Linked DNA regions of Rattus norvegicus: all the other regions are linked to region 1. The links are chromatin contacts, called in public Hi-C maps. All regions are on one chromosome and are shown on one strand. The core of a region is the stretch at or near the end of the contact, and the rest is flanking DNA. Distances in the headings are between cores, read along the strand shown. Region 1 holds the start of Tbc1d4 (TBC1 domain family, member 4). Region 2 overlaps Tbc1d4 (TBC1 domain family, member 4). Region 3 overlaps Tbc1d4 (TBC1 domain family, member 4).

Region 1 (5,079 bases), core at 1,786-4,285:
ACAAACCTCCAAGTCTTTCTAATCTTACAAATTTACACTAATTCAAGGCCTTCTGTTTCTCATGTGCTATTTATTTAAGGACTTGAGTGCACCTTACAGCTTTTTAGTAATATTGGTACGATTTTATTTTGGGTAATAGAGGGTCATTTTAGCTGTATGTGAAGTTCATTTCTGCGCATGATAGATACAGATTTCTCCAAGATTCCACAGAAGAGAGGATTCCAGGTCTTTGGAAACGCCGTCTCTGCACATCTTCTTTCGGCCTTCATTTGGAATAGCTGGGGTTGAGAGTGGAAGGACTGGAGGTTATTGTTGGAGGTTTGCCTCAGTGCATTGTAAACACTATATGCCTACCTGCATGTGCTGTGTAATAAAGTCCTCTATGTTACAGTGGCATATTGTGATGGATTATGTAAGCTTGGCCCAGGGCGTGGCAGTATCAGGAGGTGTGGCCTTGTTAGAGTAGGTGTGTCACTGTGGGTGTGGGCTTAAGACCCTCATCCTAGCTGCCTGCAAGTCAGTCTTCTCCTGGCTGCCTTGGGAACAAGATGTAGAACTCTCAACTCCTCCAGCCCTTTGTCAGCCTGAATGCTGCCTATGCTCCCACCTTGGTAATCTCTGAATGTGTAAGCCAGCCCCAATTAAATATTGTCCTTTATAAGAGTTGCCTTGGTCACGGCTTCTGTTCACAGCAGTAAAACCCTAACCAAGACACATATTGTCTTCACAATTCGAAGGATGATTACAAGATTGTGTGCTTTTTATATGTGAATGATTCTGTAGGTTCTGGGGGGTGCGAGACAGTAGTTGTAAGAATCTAATAGTTTACCACATAGTTCCTGTAACTACTGAGTCAACTCCATCAGTATTTATAAGATAGGTTATGGCAAGTATACACTAGTGAATGCACATTTTATTTGACAGGCTAGCATAGGTTTATAAGGAAATAAATACACTCACAATCTCAGTGGCTTAATGGGACAAGAGTTTACTATTTTTGAGTGAGGAGTCTCTCTTGCTCCTGTCATTTTCCAGGACAGCTGTCCACAGAGTGATGGCTCAGCATTAAGATCCTCTCGGATCACGAGGCACCACCATCTGGATGTGCTATTTTCACCATAGCCACTGGAGAGCAAGAGTGGGTCGAGTGTCCACCATTCCACTTCCAATGAAATGATTGTACTTCAGACGTGACCCAAGTAACTTCAGTTCACACATCACTGTCACGTCACACGACCATGTTTGACTTTAAGAGGGCAGAGACAGCCATCTTACCGTGCAATCATACTATTTATAAACGAAAGATAAGCATCATTGAAATAAAGAGTGGGCTGACCGGTACAACCACATTAGCTTGTGTGATAGACGACACTATCTCTGGTTTCCTATCAATCGCCAAAGTTTATTCTCTCTTGCTTGAATTTATTATGCCAGAAGGAACTGGCCCAGTGGGGCTCCAAATGCAGTCCTAGTCTGCCCACTGGTTGACTGGGAGGGATCTCTATGGCTTCTGTAATTGAGTCACTGCTTTCACAAGTGTCAGATGTTCAGCTTTGGGAGATGAGATTTGTGTCCGCAATCTTCTGCTGTGGTCTTAGACTAACTCTGTGTGTGTTCTGTGTGTGCTGTGGTCTTAGACTAACTCTGTGTGTGTTCTCAGAGTGTTTAATTGCTCCTTGAAGACTTGGGTCGTATTCTGCAAAGAGGTTTTTTTTAATTTTTAAAATGAATGACTTCAACCAATCCATAACATCTTATCCTGGAGCTCCGATGGTCATTAAGAAGAGGCTAGCTACGTGGTGGCCCCAGAAGTGTAGCATATTTGAGCACATTGACTTGTCTGAACAGGAAGCAAAATGACCATAGAGAAAATAACAAGCAAGATCACTAAATACAAAACAAAACAACAAGACAAAAAAACAAAACAAAAAACAAAACAAAACAGAGTTTAAGCACCTGGAAAAAAAAAGTTAAGTTTAAAGTTTCCTCCTTCGTTTTGTTTTTCTTGGGCTCATCTCGTATTGTCCAGCAAAGGAATAAAGAAAGTATGAGAGTTCACCCAGGATGATGGTACATTCCTATAACCCCGGGTCTTGGAAAACTGAGGCAGGAGGATGGAGTGTTCCAGTCAACCTGTATTATTCAGGAAGGAGACTTCGACTTAAAAATATTAACAATAAACTCGCGGCAGCAGCAATAATAAAGCCGGTTTAATCTGCTAGAACGGAAAAGGAATTATATTCTTCTGTTTTGTTTTAATATTACGATAATCAAATTACCCCTAAAATGTTTTCTTTTGAAATATGCATCCTCATGAATTTGCATTAGCTCTGAAGTGGGCATTGGTAAAGAAGTTTAGCTTCTTTGTATTTTAAGATTCATATCAAGCAATGTTAAAATTTAAAGGGAATATTGGAATTTATTTTGCCATAGAACTGAGAGAAAACCTGAGCAGTCCTTGAGATTAGGAAAAAGGATGCAGAACATAGTAATATTTAGGCTTTAGACAGAATAAAACCAAGCAAATATTGCTCAAAAACAAAATCCCAGCAACCCACTGCGAGCAGCCCCTCTCCAGGGGGCAGTAGAGTCTCCAGGAGGGGAGAGGCCAGGCTGCTCCGGGAAGTGCCCTACCTCGGCTGGGTACGGCTGCCCCCCGAGGCGAGGTGAGGGGCGGAGGCTGGAGGAAGGAGCAGGGAGGCGACCTCAGCTTCTTAGGAAAGCTCTGCTCCCGCGGACTAGGGGCGGAGTAGCAGCCGGTTTTAAAGTAGCAGCCTGGGAGGAAGGAAGGAAGGAACGAGGGAGGGACGGGAACCCTGGAGGAGGAGCAGCGAGCCGGGCTGCAGAGTCGGCGGGTGCAGGAGCCGCCCGCGCGAGGCCACGTTTGTTTTTGTTATTTTCCATTGGAGTAGTTCTCCGAGACTGAGCGGGCCGTGCGGGCACCCCCGACCTTCCAGGTGACAGCCGGTCACCCTGCTAGGAGTCAGCTCCGCCCCGAGTCGCCCCTTCCCGCCCACAGCTTCACTCTCCGCCCAGCCTTCCAGTGCCAGCCCAGGGCGAGCGCGCCGGCCGCAGCGGGCTGCAGGAGTAGGAGCAGGAGCAGGAGCAGGAGCTGGAGCAGGAGACCGCGGCTGCCCTGGTCCCTGACCCCGAGGACGGACGGGCGGCGGGAGGACAGACCGGCCCCGGGACGCGATTTCCAGGAAGGAGGATGCGCGCGTGAGCCTGTGTCTCCCGCTAGTCTACTGAGCTGCAGCCAGAGGCTCTGAGCCGTGCCCGGGGAAGTGTCGCATGGGGCAGGGCCGCTGAAGCACGGACTTTAAAGGCTGGTGGCACCGAGTCAGGCGCGGGGGCCTGGGACGACAGTTAGCAGTTTCCTCCGCTCCTGCACAGTGAGAGTTGGGGGCGCGGTGCCCTCGCTAGGCGCGAGTTATGGAGTCGCCTAGCTGCATTCAGGATGAGCCTTTCCCGCACCCCCTAGAGCCGGAGCCGATTGCCCTAGCGCAGCCAGGTGCCACCAAGCCTGGCGACAAGCGCTTCCGGCTATGGTACGTGGGAGGGTCTTGCTTGGATCGCAGGACCACGCTGCCTATGCTCCCGTGGCTCATGGCCGAGATCCGTCGGCGCAGCCTGAAGCCCGAGGCGGGCGGCTGCGGGGCGCCCGCGGCCCGGGAGGTGCTCCTGGTGCTCAGCGCCCCCTTCCTGCGTTGCGTCCCCGCGCCAGGTGTCGGGGTCGGCGGGGGCGCAGGCTCCGGAGCCGTACAGCCCAACACCGGGGTGTTCATCTTCGAGCACAAGGCTCAGCACATCTCGCGCTTCATCCACAACAGCCACGACCTCACCTACTTTGCCTATTTGATCAAGGCGCAGCCCGACGACCCCGAGTCACAGATGGCCTGCCACGTTTTCCGTGCCACGGACCCTAACCAGGTAAGTTTTAGGTGCCAGGGGCGGGGCTAAGAGCCGCGAGGACTGGCGAGGCAGTGACCTCTCTTTTAAGAACTGTCTTGGATCTTGGCTGCTGGCTTGCGCTCCACGTGGCGCGCTCGAGTGCTCTCCTGGTTCCGTTTTGGGATATGGGAGTGGGGGGAAAGCGGCTGGATTGGTTCTAGGGACCAGCTGGCTGCCCTGAGCAGGAGAGGGGAAAGTAGACTCAGTGGTCTTGGGACCCGGTAGGAGTTGGCAAGACTCAAGGAAAAGCGCGGATCCCAGGAGGATCCTGGTGACTGGTGATGGATGACTTGCGTGGCTTTCATCAATGTGTGTGTGTGTGTGTGTGTGTGTGTGTGTGTGTGTGTGTGTGTGCGCGCAAATGTGTTTCTTGGAAGCGCCGGAGACCACGGGGCACCGGCTCTCAGTCTCGGTAGTCCTGCATTTATACTAGTTTGGCTAGCGCGTCACTGTCACCAAAGTATCTCTAAGTATCTGGGCCTGGGGATGTGTGATTTCCGAGGCTAGGCTAGGGAAGAGTTAGACGTGCCAGAATGTTAGCTAAGTATGATTCTGCGAATTTGGAATTGGAAGACCTTTCTGCTGGTTTTCCGCACCCACAGAGACAATAAATGCATACTTGAGTAACTTAAAAATCAGTGTGATAGAGGTTTCAATGTCATTTTAAAAGTGTTATACTCTTCTAGCTTCATGTTCAGTATTTCTTCTCCGGAGTTTTCTTGTCCCCCCCCCCCCCCCCCCCGGAGCTGGGGACGGAACCCAGGGCCTTGCGCTTCCTAGGCAAGCGCTCTACCACTGAGCTAAATCCCCAACCCTCTCCGGAGTTTTCTAACTAGAAGTGTTCTGGTACTAAATAGAACCTTGAGTTCCTTAATAAGCAGGGGCAGGTCTATCTAGCACAGCAGTTCTCAACCTGGGGGTTGCATATCAGAGATCCTGCATATCAGATATTTACATTATAATTCATAACAGTAACAAAGTCATTATTATGAAGTAGTAACGAAATATTATGGTTAGGGGTCACCACAACGTAAGGAAATGTATTAAAGGGTCACAGCCTCAGGAAGGTTGAGAACCACTGCTCTAGTAGAAAGAGGGAATCTTCTAGTAACTGTGCCTTGGGAAACA
Region 2 (5,079 bases), core at 1,906-4,405, 99 kb after region 1:
TCTTTATTAACGTGAGTATTTCTTATTTACATTTCGATTGTTATTCCCTTTCCCAGTTTCCAGGCCAACATTTCCCTAACCCCTCCCTCTCCCCTTCTATATGGGTGTTCCCCTACCCATCCTCCTCCCATTACCACCCTCCCCCCAACAATTCCGTTCACTGGGGGTTCAGTCTTAGCAGGACCAAGGGCTTCCCCTTCCACTGGTGCTCTTACTAGGATATTCATTGCTACCTATGAGGTTGGAGCCCAGGGTCAGTCCATGTATAGTCCTTAGGTAGTGGCTTAGTCCCTGGAAGCTCTGGTTGCTTGGCATTGTTGTACATATGGGATCTCAAGCCCCTTCAAGCTCTTCCAGTCCTTTCTAAGATTCCTTCAATGGGGGTCCTGTTCTCAGTTCAGTGGTTTGCTGCTGGCATTCGTCTATGTATTTGCTGTATTCTGGCTGTGTCTCTCAAGAGAGATCTACCTCAGGTTCCTGTCAGCCTGCACTTCTTTGCTTCATCCATCTTATCTAGTTTGGTGGCTGTATATGTATGGGCCACATGTGGGGCAGGCTCTGAATGGGTGTTCCTTCTGCCTCTGTTTTAAACTTTGCCTCCTTATTCCCTGCCAAGGGTATTCTTGTTCCCCTTTTAAAGAAGGAGTGGAGCATTCGTATATTGGTCATCCCTCTTGAGTTTCATGTGTTCTGTGCATCTAGGTCTCTGCCTTTTCATGTAAGGAATAGCCTAGGGACCTTGAACCTAGGGACCATGTCTAGGCCACACTGGAAGGCAGAAGCTTGAGGAATCCTGTTTCTGACCCTACTTGGAACTGGGGTTGGGTATTTGCAGGGACACTCTCCTTATTATGTGGGTCCTGTGTCTGGTGTCTGATCCTCAGGATTGAGGGGAAAACACTCTCACCCGACCGCTAAGTCATCCTCCCAGCCCAGCCCCGTCCTCCTCAGCTGAGCTCTCTCCGAGAGGAACATTACCTTAGTGGAGTACAATCAGTTATTGTTTTCAGTTTTAATCGTGATTGATGAAGCCAATCCTGATGATAGAACTCTGCAGTCTCTATGAAACAGTAGTTATGTCTTGATGGATATATTAATGTGCATCCTCACAAGCTGGTATTATTAGCTACAACTCTTAGGCAAGAGTGGAAAGCGTCATTTGAAGGAATCCTGGAGAGGCCCAAGAATATAGGAGGCCAGGAGCTCATTAGTTGCCCCTGCCTCAGGACTATCTCTAATTCTGCTCGGACTTGACCAGACAAAAACGTCCTACTTCCTGTCTTTCTTTTAATTCTCTCTTTCTTCTTGGTTTCATTTCATGCTACTGCGGACTGACTTTGTCCAGGGAAGGCATGTAGACTGCTGTGGTACCAGTCAACTAAACGGCTGGGGGCCACAGGGGAGAAATAAGTGTGTGCCGTCTTCTACCATGAGGTTGGGGAACATCTCAAGCTGACCCGGTGGGACTGAATGAAGACCCCAAGCCTGTCACCAGAGTGACTTCTTGCTTGCCCTTGTGAGGGGTAGATTTGGATTGGTGAGGGTGCAAGAATTGTCAGTATCCAGCTTGTTTCTAAATTATAGTGGATGCCGTTTAGACTTTACCGTCACGTCTAGCACAGCTGAATCATTCACAGTTATTTTTCGGGGTGGTTCACATGTGGGCAGTAGAACTCCTAGTTTGCTTTGAGTTTGGTTTCTGGTGTGAAGTCTCTCCGATCATATTCATCTTAGATAAGCATCTCTTCTTTGAGAATGCTGGCGAGATCCAGTTCTGCCCATAGGATCACACCATACACATCAATTATTAGTGACTGTTGAACAGATTTTCCTCGTTTCTCTTATCTTTTATCTTAAATCATGTTGATTGTAAGGCTAACACTGAAACACTAGCTTCATTAATCCTGGTAACAGAGATACTAAGAAGATATTCACATATTAAGTTTACACCCCCACCCCGTGTGTGTGTGTGTGTGTGTGTGCGTGTGCGTGTGCGTGTGCCTGTGCCTGTGCCTGTGCCTGTGTGGGGCCTGGTGAGGATGTCAGGGTAACCTAGCTGGCTTTTGAGTCCCTAGCATCCAGCTGTCACAGTCTCACTACTGCAGGGATTTCAGGCAGATGCCTCCCGAGTTCTGGAGACCTGACCTGCCGCCCTCCTGCAAACACCTGCTCTCTGTGCCATTTCCCCAGCCCAAGGCTTCTATATTCTTAGAAGTACGATAGTGTCACAAATGAGTTTAAAGTTCCAAGGAGAAACTGAAGGACTTAAAAATCCACAGCCAGACACATGGTATTTATACAATTTCATAAGTAGAAATACCTTCTTGATGTCTTTTACGATTACGCTGTTAGGGAACACATCAGGAGGCGCAAGACTGAGTTCTGTTGAATGGGAGAGGTGACCTGCCCGAGAGCACACGTCTAAGGTTCGGTGGGGGCCTTTTGTGACTGGGGGGTGCATTCTTTTAGGTGTCTCTCAAGCAGTTTCTAATGAACAGTGAGGAATCCCTCCGCTCTGCTGCTGTGAGAGCTGAACCTGTGTGTTCTGAAGAGCTCTCACTGGGTGAGGGATTAACTGTGCTCCCAGATCTGAACATGTACTGACAGCCCGAAAGGCAACGTTGCTGGAAGACATTGTACTGTTCATTTTTCATTTACTGGCAATAACCGTATCAGACACACTTCATCTCGACTCCTGTTCTTTCCAGGGGGGTGAAAATCGACTGTAAGGGTCAAGGACAGGGCCACACAGAGCTCCAGTATGAATAGTGACCGTGAAGAATGCAGCCGTCAGTATTTTCTGACCCACGGAATGTGCCTGCCTGGGTCAGAGAGGCATCTGGCTGCTTGTGGCTGTCCTTCCTTCTCGCCTATTTTTAGAGTCAGGCAATTGTGTGTTTTCTCGTTATCTTTTGGTGATAGGCAGTTAGGATCGTTTTTTGTTTCTGTCTTTGTTTCCCCTCTTGGGAGAGCAGGGGCCTGTGCACCTTTCCTGATTAAAGATAATGTTTGAAAGCCACTGAAGTCAGGAATGCTGTGGACTACTTCATTTACAACGTGAAAGATCTGTTGTGCTGTTATAAATGTCTGAAGCGATGTGGCACGCCAGGACAGAAATAGGTTTCGGAGAAATGTGTGGTGTTTTTGTTTCCCGATACCATTACAGCTCTATCTACTGATCTCAGCGAACTTGTGGTGTCCAGATCCTCTGGCTCAGTGCTCACCCCCTTGCCCCCATTCCGTTGCACAACCATGCTTTGCTCAAAGCCTTCTCTTGAGTTCATTTTAGGAGTTGAAGTTTATTAACTGTCCCCTCTGACATTTTGTTTAGAAGGCTCGATATCTTCATATACCCTGATAAAATGCCAAGAAATAGTTTTCTTACTATGTTCATTATGTCCTCTGTGAACATATTTAACAGGTTCAAGTCCATTAACTCCTGACTTTAGGATACATTTTTTTTTTCAAAGTAACCATTCTTTTTATTAACTTGCTAATTGGTTTCGCACACCTGTTTAGTTATTCAAAAATCACAATTACTTTAATTCTAAGTGGTTGACTTTATGAGTCTAGAATAAAGTAAAAATGATATTTTTTACAAACTATCATTTTTCAGGATTATTCTTTTGCAGTTGTATTACACTAGTCCGTGTGAGAACACTCCCCCTAGTGGTCATTGAAATAAATGCAGGCAGCATTAAGCAGCATTAAGTAGTCTGCTGTTCTAATAGAATCAACTAATGGATTGGTTCACTGTGTTTTGTATTCGTTTCAGGGATATGCATCATTTGGAAACATGGATTTCACAATGCTGTAATAAATGACAGCAATCCACAGCGTTTCCTAGTCCCGTACTCTGTTACTACAATTAGAAAAGGGATGAACTTTTTTGAGTGCATAAGAAGTTTTGCTCTCATGATTCAGTGACTTTGTTTTTCATTTGGCCTTTTGAAAATTGTTATCTATGTAAGAAAAGAAATAAAGAATTATCTTTCCTAAGTGACACAAGTACTTGATCACTAGACATTTTTGGTAAGATGCAAAATGTTCTTCTCTTTTACCTAAGCACACACAGACTTATTCCAAAATGTATTTGTGACGTTGATCTTCACTGTTAACACACCCCGGGCCAGTCTGTGAGAGTATCTCCAAGAGATTTAACCTGGGAGGGAAGGCCCACCCACGGGCTGCAATTTCAGAACAAAGGAGAAGGCAAACAAAGAGAATTCGCCTGTTTTTTGCTGACTTTATAGATACAATGCGACTGATTACCCCATGCATCTGCCTCCTCCCCTTCCCTGATTGACTGTATCCCTTCAAACTATGGGCTGAAATAAACTCTTAAGTTGTATAAGTAGATAATTTGTCATGGCAACACGAAAGGGAAGTAATACAGTACTTCTTAGAGTAGCTCCGCGTAGGCTTAGCCTTTTTAAAAACCTACTGTTAATGAGGGTTTTAAAAGGCTTCGAATCCCGCCCACCCAAACACCATGTGGATCTGCCTCAGCAAAATACAGCATTAAGTCTGCCTCAGCAAAAGACCATGTGAGTCTGTATCACATGACGCAACTGGAAACTTCTACTTCAGCGCCCAGCGTCAGCCCAGGCTGGGAGCGTAGTTTATTATTTACGCGACTCCATGTAGATGCCGACTCCTGCCTCCTATTTCCCAATGACCAGATTTTATCCAAGCCATTTAAGCTCTCTAGTAACACCTTCAATTAACTTGTAATTGTTTCCATGACACCTCAGAAAGAGTAACCTCAAGATACCAAGACAAGTTTGCCTCACAGGTTGGCTCGTAATCACTTTGGATTAAATTCAATACTCTATTGAATCTCCCTCCCCACCTTCAGCTCTGCTTATGAGCGTGCCTCGTGATTTACAGAGGAGCGTGGGAGAGTGGAAGGGGGGAAGTCTGGTACCCACAGTGCCGCTTCACCATGCCCGCCCACTCCGCCATGCCCACCCACTCCGCTATGCTTGCCCATTCCGCCATGCCTGCCCACAGCCGTGCCTTGCAGCCCCTTTCCCCACTCACTGAACTGCTCCTACTTCGGCTGTGTTGTCTCTTTCC
Region 3 (5,079 bases), core at 1,045-3,544, 82 kb after region 1:
AGTGACAGTGGGCCTGGCTTGAGCTTCTAAAACCTCAAAGGCTCCTTACCACCACTGTCACCACCACCACCACCACCACCACCACGCACACACACTCACACTTAATCCAATGAGGCCACACACCCTCCAGTAATGCCATACGTCCAATAATGCCACTCGTTCCTTTCGAGTCTATAGGGGCCATTTTCATTCAAACCACCACAGATGTGAAATCTTCTTGGAAGTTTTCCCTCAGTCAGTGTGCAGGAGCTGTGCTCCAGAAGCAGGCATGATTGAATGTGGTTGTGTAAGAGTCACCCACGCGGTACTAGTTTTGGCGGCGTGGATGCGTCATGGAGAACATCTGAGGCTTGGCACCGTGAGTGGCCATTGCTGAAGGTGCAGCCTCAGTGGCGGTTGATGGCCCAGGGTTGAAGGCCAGGTCATGTGGAGAAGTTGAGGCTTGGCACCATAGAAAGAGCCTAAGGGAGGATATTGGTTAAAGTGCGGCCAAGTTATAGCAGAAGATCCCAGCATTTCGGAGGTTATGGGAGCATGGGGTGAGCACCAAGAATAGCAGCAGAGGTAGAGCGGAGCCTGCCAGAGCTTAGAAGGCAAACTGAGTGCCTGGCAGAGGGCAGAGCTAGAGAAGTGACCCAAGCCCTTTGGAGGAGCCTAGGAGGAGCCTGGACGATCATATGTGGATCTCAGACATTGGACATTTAGCTATTTACACGTTTGGAGCTTGCTTCTGCTTTGTTCCGATTGTGACTGCCCTGGTCCTTCTCTCTTGAAGTCAGAAAGTATTTAATTTATAAGACTGTGGGACTTGACTATCTATCTTTCTTCCTTCCTTTCTTTCTTCCTTCCTTCTTTCCTCCCTCCTTCCCTTCCTCCCTTCTTCCCTCCCTCCCTCCCTCCCTCCCTTCCTTTCTTTTTTGAGACATGGTTTCTCTGTACAGCCTTGGCTGTCTTGGAATTGGTTTTGAAGACCAGGCTGGCTTTGAAATCACCAATCCACCTGCTCTCTGCCTCCTGAGTGCTGGGATTAAAGGCATGTGCCACCAACACCCAGCCTGGGAGATCTTTTAAGTTTATAAGATGTTTTCTATTGTGATTTTTTTTTAATTAACGTTTGATCTTGTGGATGAACAAGAAAGGAAAGGTTGTGACGTGTTTGTGTGTTAGGCTGACAAGGGCTCGGTTGTGCTTCCTGGTTTTATGTGAACTTAACAGAATCTAGAGTCAATGGAGAGGACAGAGCCTCAGCTGACAAGATATCTCCATAAGACTGGGATGCAGCTACACAGTCAAACCTCTCGGCGTTATCTTAATTAATGGGGGGAGAGCCCAGCACATTGTGGGTGGAGCCACCACTGGTCTGGCGGTCCTGGGTTCTATAAGAAAGCAGGCTGAGGAAGTCATGGGGAGCAGGCCATTAAGCTGCACTCTCCAATGGCCTCTGCATGAGCTCCTGCCTTCAGGTTCCCACCCTGTGTGAGCTCCTATGGTTTCTATGATAAAGAGTGACATGGAGATGTAAGCTGCATAAACCCTTTCCTCCCAATCTTGGTTTTCGCCATGGTGTTCCATCGAGGCAGTGGTAGCCCTAACTAGGACAGGGTGTGTATTTACTGAGGAGTGAGAGCCATGATTAGATTTCTTTATGTATAGGCTTGCTTTCTTTCATTCTTTTTCTTTCTTGAAGTCCACATTCACCCATTCTTGCTTGCCTTCACACTTTTATCAGACCTTTAAATTCTTCTCTATTACTAGTAACTCATGAAAGCCTTTGATACAGCCACCAAGCCAGTAAAGGTTGAGGCATCAACTCCATTATGAATGCACACAGCTGCAAGAAAAACATTACTTTTAGCATAATGAATGGGAGTGTCGGGAGGCAATCATGGGTCTTTTCTTCTTCCGGCAGAAGGGTGGGGTTTATAGCTTGCTGTTTTTCATGAGAGAAACTGAGTTAAACCTTCCTGTAAATTATAAAGAGGTCGAAGAAATCTGTGGGAAATAGCGTTTGAAATCAGGCACTGTGGTATTAATAGCAGGACATGAGACAAACAAAGGGCCCAGCAGGGCGTTTCTGGCCAACAAGTTGCAAAAACAGCCTGGTCCCATATATAAATAAAGAAACTGTAACAACACAACCAATTACAATGGAAGGTACACACATATTGATTAGTACGGAGCCAGGGGACATACCAGGGTGTCACTTGTTTTCACTAGCAGCTTATGAGCTTTGCAAACTGTTTATGGGTTTGCTATTTCTAGTAACTCATTGAGCAATGCAAGGAGCTATTAAAAAATAGCTCCTGATCATATACAGAGGCTTTATTATAGTGTTAGGGGAGTGGATTGCATGTCATGACCCCAGCAGGTCTCCATTCGCTTTCAAAAAGACTTTGTAGAGGGTGTTTGTAGGTTGAACCCAGTCTCTGACTCACGTGGACAGTGCTTAGACACTGTCTGTGAAGGGTGACGGCTGTGATGAGCAGTGAGGAGGAAGTGGTGCTGGATGGGAGCTTTCCATGCCTCTCCTTGTCCTGTGCTGAGCAGAGACCACCACACTTCAGGAATGTTCTGCTTCTGTCGTCAGACTCGCTACATGATGAGTATAATGTTTAAAGGAATGACATTTTGCCTAGAAGATAAACTGTGAAAACTTCACAGACTTCTTGCAAACACATTTCTAAATGTGGTGCCTGTGCTCTGAGTGGATTCAGTTAGTAACTTACATATTAGATGCTTTCTCTTGGAAAAAGGACAGAGGGTGTCCGAATTCCCCATTCCCAGTGTATTCTCTGCCGGACATTACGAAGGGCTTGCGGTAACTCTGTAGATGTTCGTAGAATGAAATTGATTAGGTGCTGTTCTAAAGATGAGGTAAATCTGATAGAAGAAGCAATGTAAGTCAACACTAAATCCAACATAATTTTCATAGATTTCAATTCAATATACCAAAAAAGAGGCTGTGACAGAGAGAGAGAGAGAGAGAGAGAGAGAGAGAGAGAGAGAGACGGAGAGGGAGAGAGAGAGTGTGTGTGTGTGGGAGAGAGAGAGAGAGAGAGAGAGAGAGAGAGAGAGAGAGAGAAAGAGAAAGAGAGATAAAGAGAGAAAGAGAGAGAGAGAAAGAGAGAGTGTGGGGGGAGAGAGAAAGAGAGAGAGAGATGAATGGGGTGTGACTAGGGCAAGTTGGAGGGAGGTAGTAGATTTGATTAAGACAGATTGTCTAGATATATGAAAATTTCAAAGAATACATTTTAAAAACTTATCAGGAACATCTGATTCAACACACAGTTCAAATTACCATTTCCCCCCCGAATGTCAGTGCTGTTACAGCTTCTCATTCTTCATAATGTTTTAGAATTCATAAGAGTTATGGTGAGCTAGAAAATTGGTAGAATCTAAACTTTGGTCCTGCAAGACTTATGTAAATAAGTAAGGAAGAGAATGGATGACATCAAGTTAGCTTAAACAGTGAGGGGCTGAAATGCTGATAAACTTGAACTTGAAACTTCAGAGTTTGGGATCCATTCTGGGTTTGCTAAATTTTTGACCTTTACTTTCCCCAGTTAATTATATTTCTTCTTCTTCTCCTTCATAAGGTAATTGTAGCAGTTAACTTAACATTAGTTGAAAGGCACCTTTTAAGCTATTAAACTGTATATATAAACTTGTAATTATGGGGTCGCATTATGTAACCCTTGCTTCAAAGTCATACACGTAGACATTTTGAGAAATTATCTTACTGGGTTTGTCTGACTTTTATCTACAGTTCCTTTCGTGAAAAAACAACATCAGTGTTGTTCATGATTTTCATTTATTCCACTTTAAACAAATCAAGAAACAGCTTAGCCCAGGAATGTAGAGACTACAGGTTTCCCAGGTGTGGGTAACCCCACTCTGCTTTGTTGTTACCCTGGAAAGTCTCTTCACTGTAGATCTGAGCTGAGCATAGCAGGCCACATGGCTGTTGGTCTGTAGTGTATTATACAGTGGGTTTTGTGAAGTGGAGGAGAGCTATTTCCTACCACAAATACATTGCTTAGAGCGTGGCCCCAGCAGATCATATGTCCTAGGTAGTTTGGGTTATGTAAATATTAACTAAGAAACTGAATTGTTTTTATAGAATGCTGGTTCAATGTTAACTTTCCACAGCCCTGCAGAAAGGAGGTCAAAGGGGAGGCTGACTGCAAGAGCCTCACTGGTGTCGAAGACATGACCTTTTCCTTCACGGCCAGAGAACCTGGCAGCAAAAGGAAGGGGAACACAAAACCATGTTTAGTAATGACATCAAACAGAGGCTGTATGCATATGTGTGTATTTTAATTTAGATTAAAGTGACTTCATATTGCCAAAGGTTGAAGCTCACAGAAAAGAAGAGACCAGAGACCCAAATGAAGAGCATAAGTTAAGATTTGGAGTCCGATTGTGAAAGAAAGGTAGAAAGGGCCTTGGGAAAGATGAAGGTGGTCACTGTAGAGGAGGAAGGAACCTGTTCCCAGGAGTTGAGGAGGAAGAGAAGAGAGGTGCAGGGAGGCAGGGAGGGGGATTCTGAAGTGAGGAGTGATAACCCAGAAAATTCACGGTTGGTGTCACAAGGGCCCGGAGACTGCAAGTGGATGATTAGCTTCCAGGGCCAACCTTCTCTGCTATTTGTAGACCAAAGTGATTAGAGAAGAAATGAAAATGCATGTAGGTGACTCACCTGAGGCTGGACAGGAGAGGGAGAATGAACTCGGACATAAGGTAGGGGGATGGACTTGGTGATTGCTGTGGTAATATTTGGAATAGTGTTATAATCCTTAAACCAGATCGTTTTGTATGTACTTCTAAATGTAATATTTTGCTCATTTGTTTAAGAAACACTCATTTGTTGGAAGTCTATGCTTTCTTAGGTCTCATATTTTAATGAGGGGAGGACAGATGTTGAGAAGCGAAGAACGTGAAATCTGGGGCACTCACGCTTGAAGAGAAAGTTCGCAGGGAAAGTGGGAGGAGGAGAAGGGGAGGAAAGAGAGGAAGAATGAAGACCAGAGGGTTATTTTAGGGAATGTGGGGAGTGATGTTTTCAATGAGAAAGACCAA

The links. Hi-C and Micro-C count contacts between places; a contact is called where the count stands out from the background.
Region 2: a Hi-C map of frontal cortex shows a contact between it and region 1, with 2.8 times the contacts expected there. The contact joins the enhancer-like site here to the promoter of Tbc1d4 in region 1. A contact is called at or near these places in 10 of 12 Hi-C or Micro-C datasets (the A7r5 cell line, Schwann cells, frontal cortex and 6 more).
Region 3: a Hi-C map of psoas muscle shows a contact between it and region 1, with 3 times the contacts expected there. The contact joins the enhancer-like site here to the promoter of Tbc1d4 in region 1. A contact is called at or near these places in 3 of 12 Hi-C or Micro-C datasets (hepatocytes, kidney and psoas muscle).

What each region holds. Positions count from the first base shown.
Region 1 is chr15:84,846,649-84,851,727 of GRCr8, reverse strand. It overlaps Tbc1d4 (TBC1 domain family, member 4), which reads left to right and starts at 3,035. Exons shown (of 20, transcript NM_001427219.1): 1 at 3,035-3,930. The coding sequence starts at 3,433.
Region 2 is chr15:84,747,412-84,752,490 of GRCr8, reverse strand. The region is part of intron 1 of Tbc1d4 (TBC1 domain family, member 4); the gene reads left to right. Among named protein-coding and RNA genes, the nearest start is that of Tbc1d4, 99 kb to the left of the region's middle. Within about 2 kb of position 3,155, at least 8 of the 93 cell types and tissues checked have an H3K27ac peak or open chromatin away from gene starts, as enhancers often do.
Region 3 is chr15:84,764,111-84,769,189 of GRCr8, reverse strand. The region is part of intron 1 of Tbc1d4 (TBC1 domain family, member 4); the gene reads left to right. Among named protein-coding and RNA genes, the nearest start is that of Tbc1d4, 82 kb to the left of the region's middle. Within about 2 kb of position 2,294, at least 10 of the 93 cell types and tissues checked have an H3K27ac peak or open chromatin away from gene starts, as enhancers often do.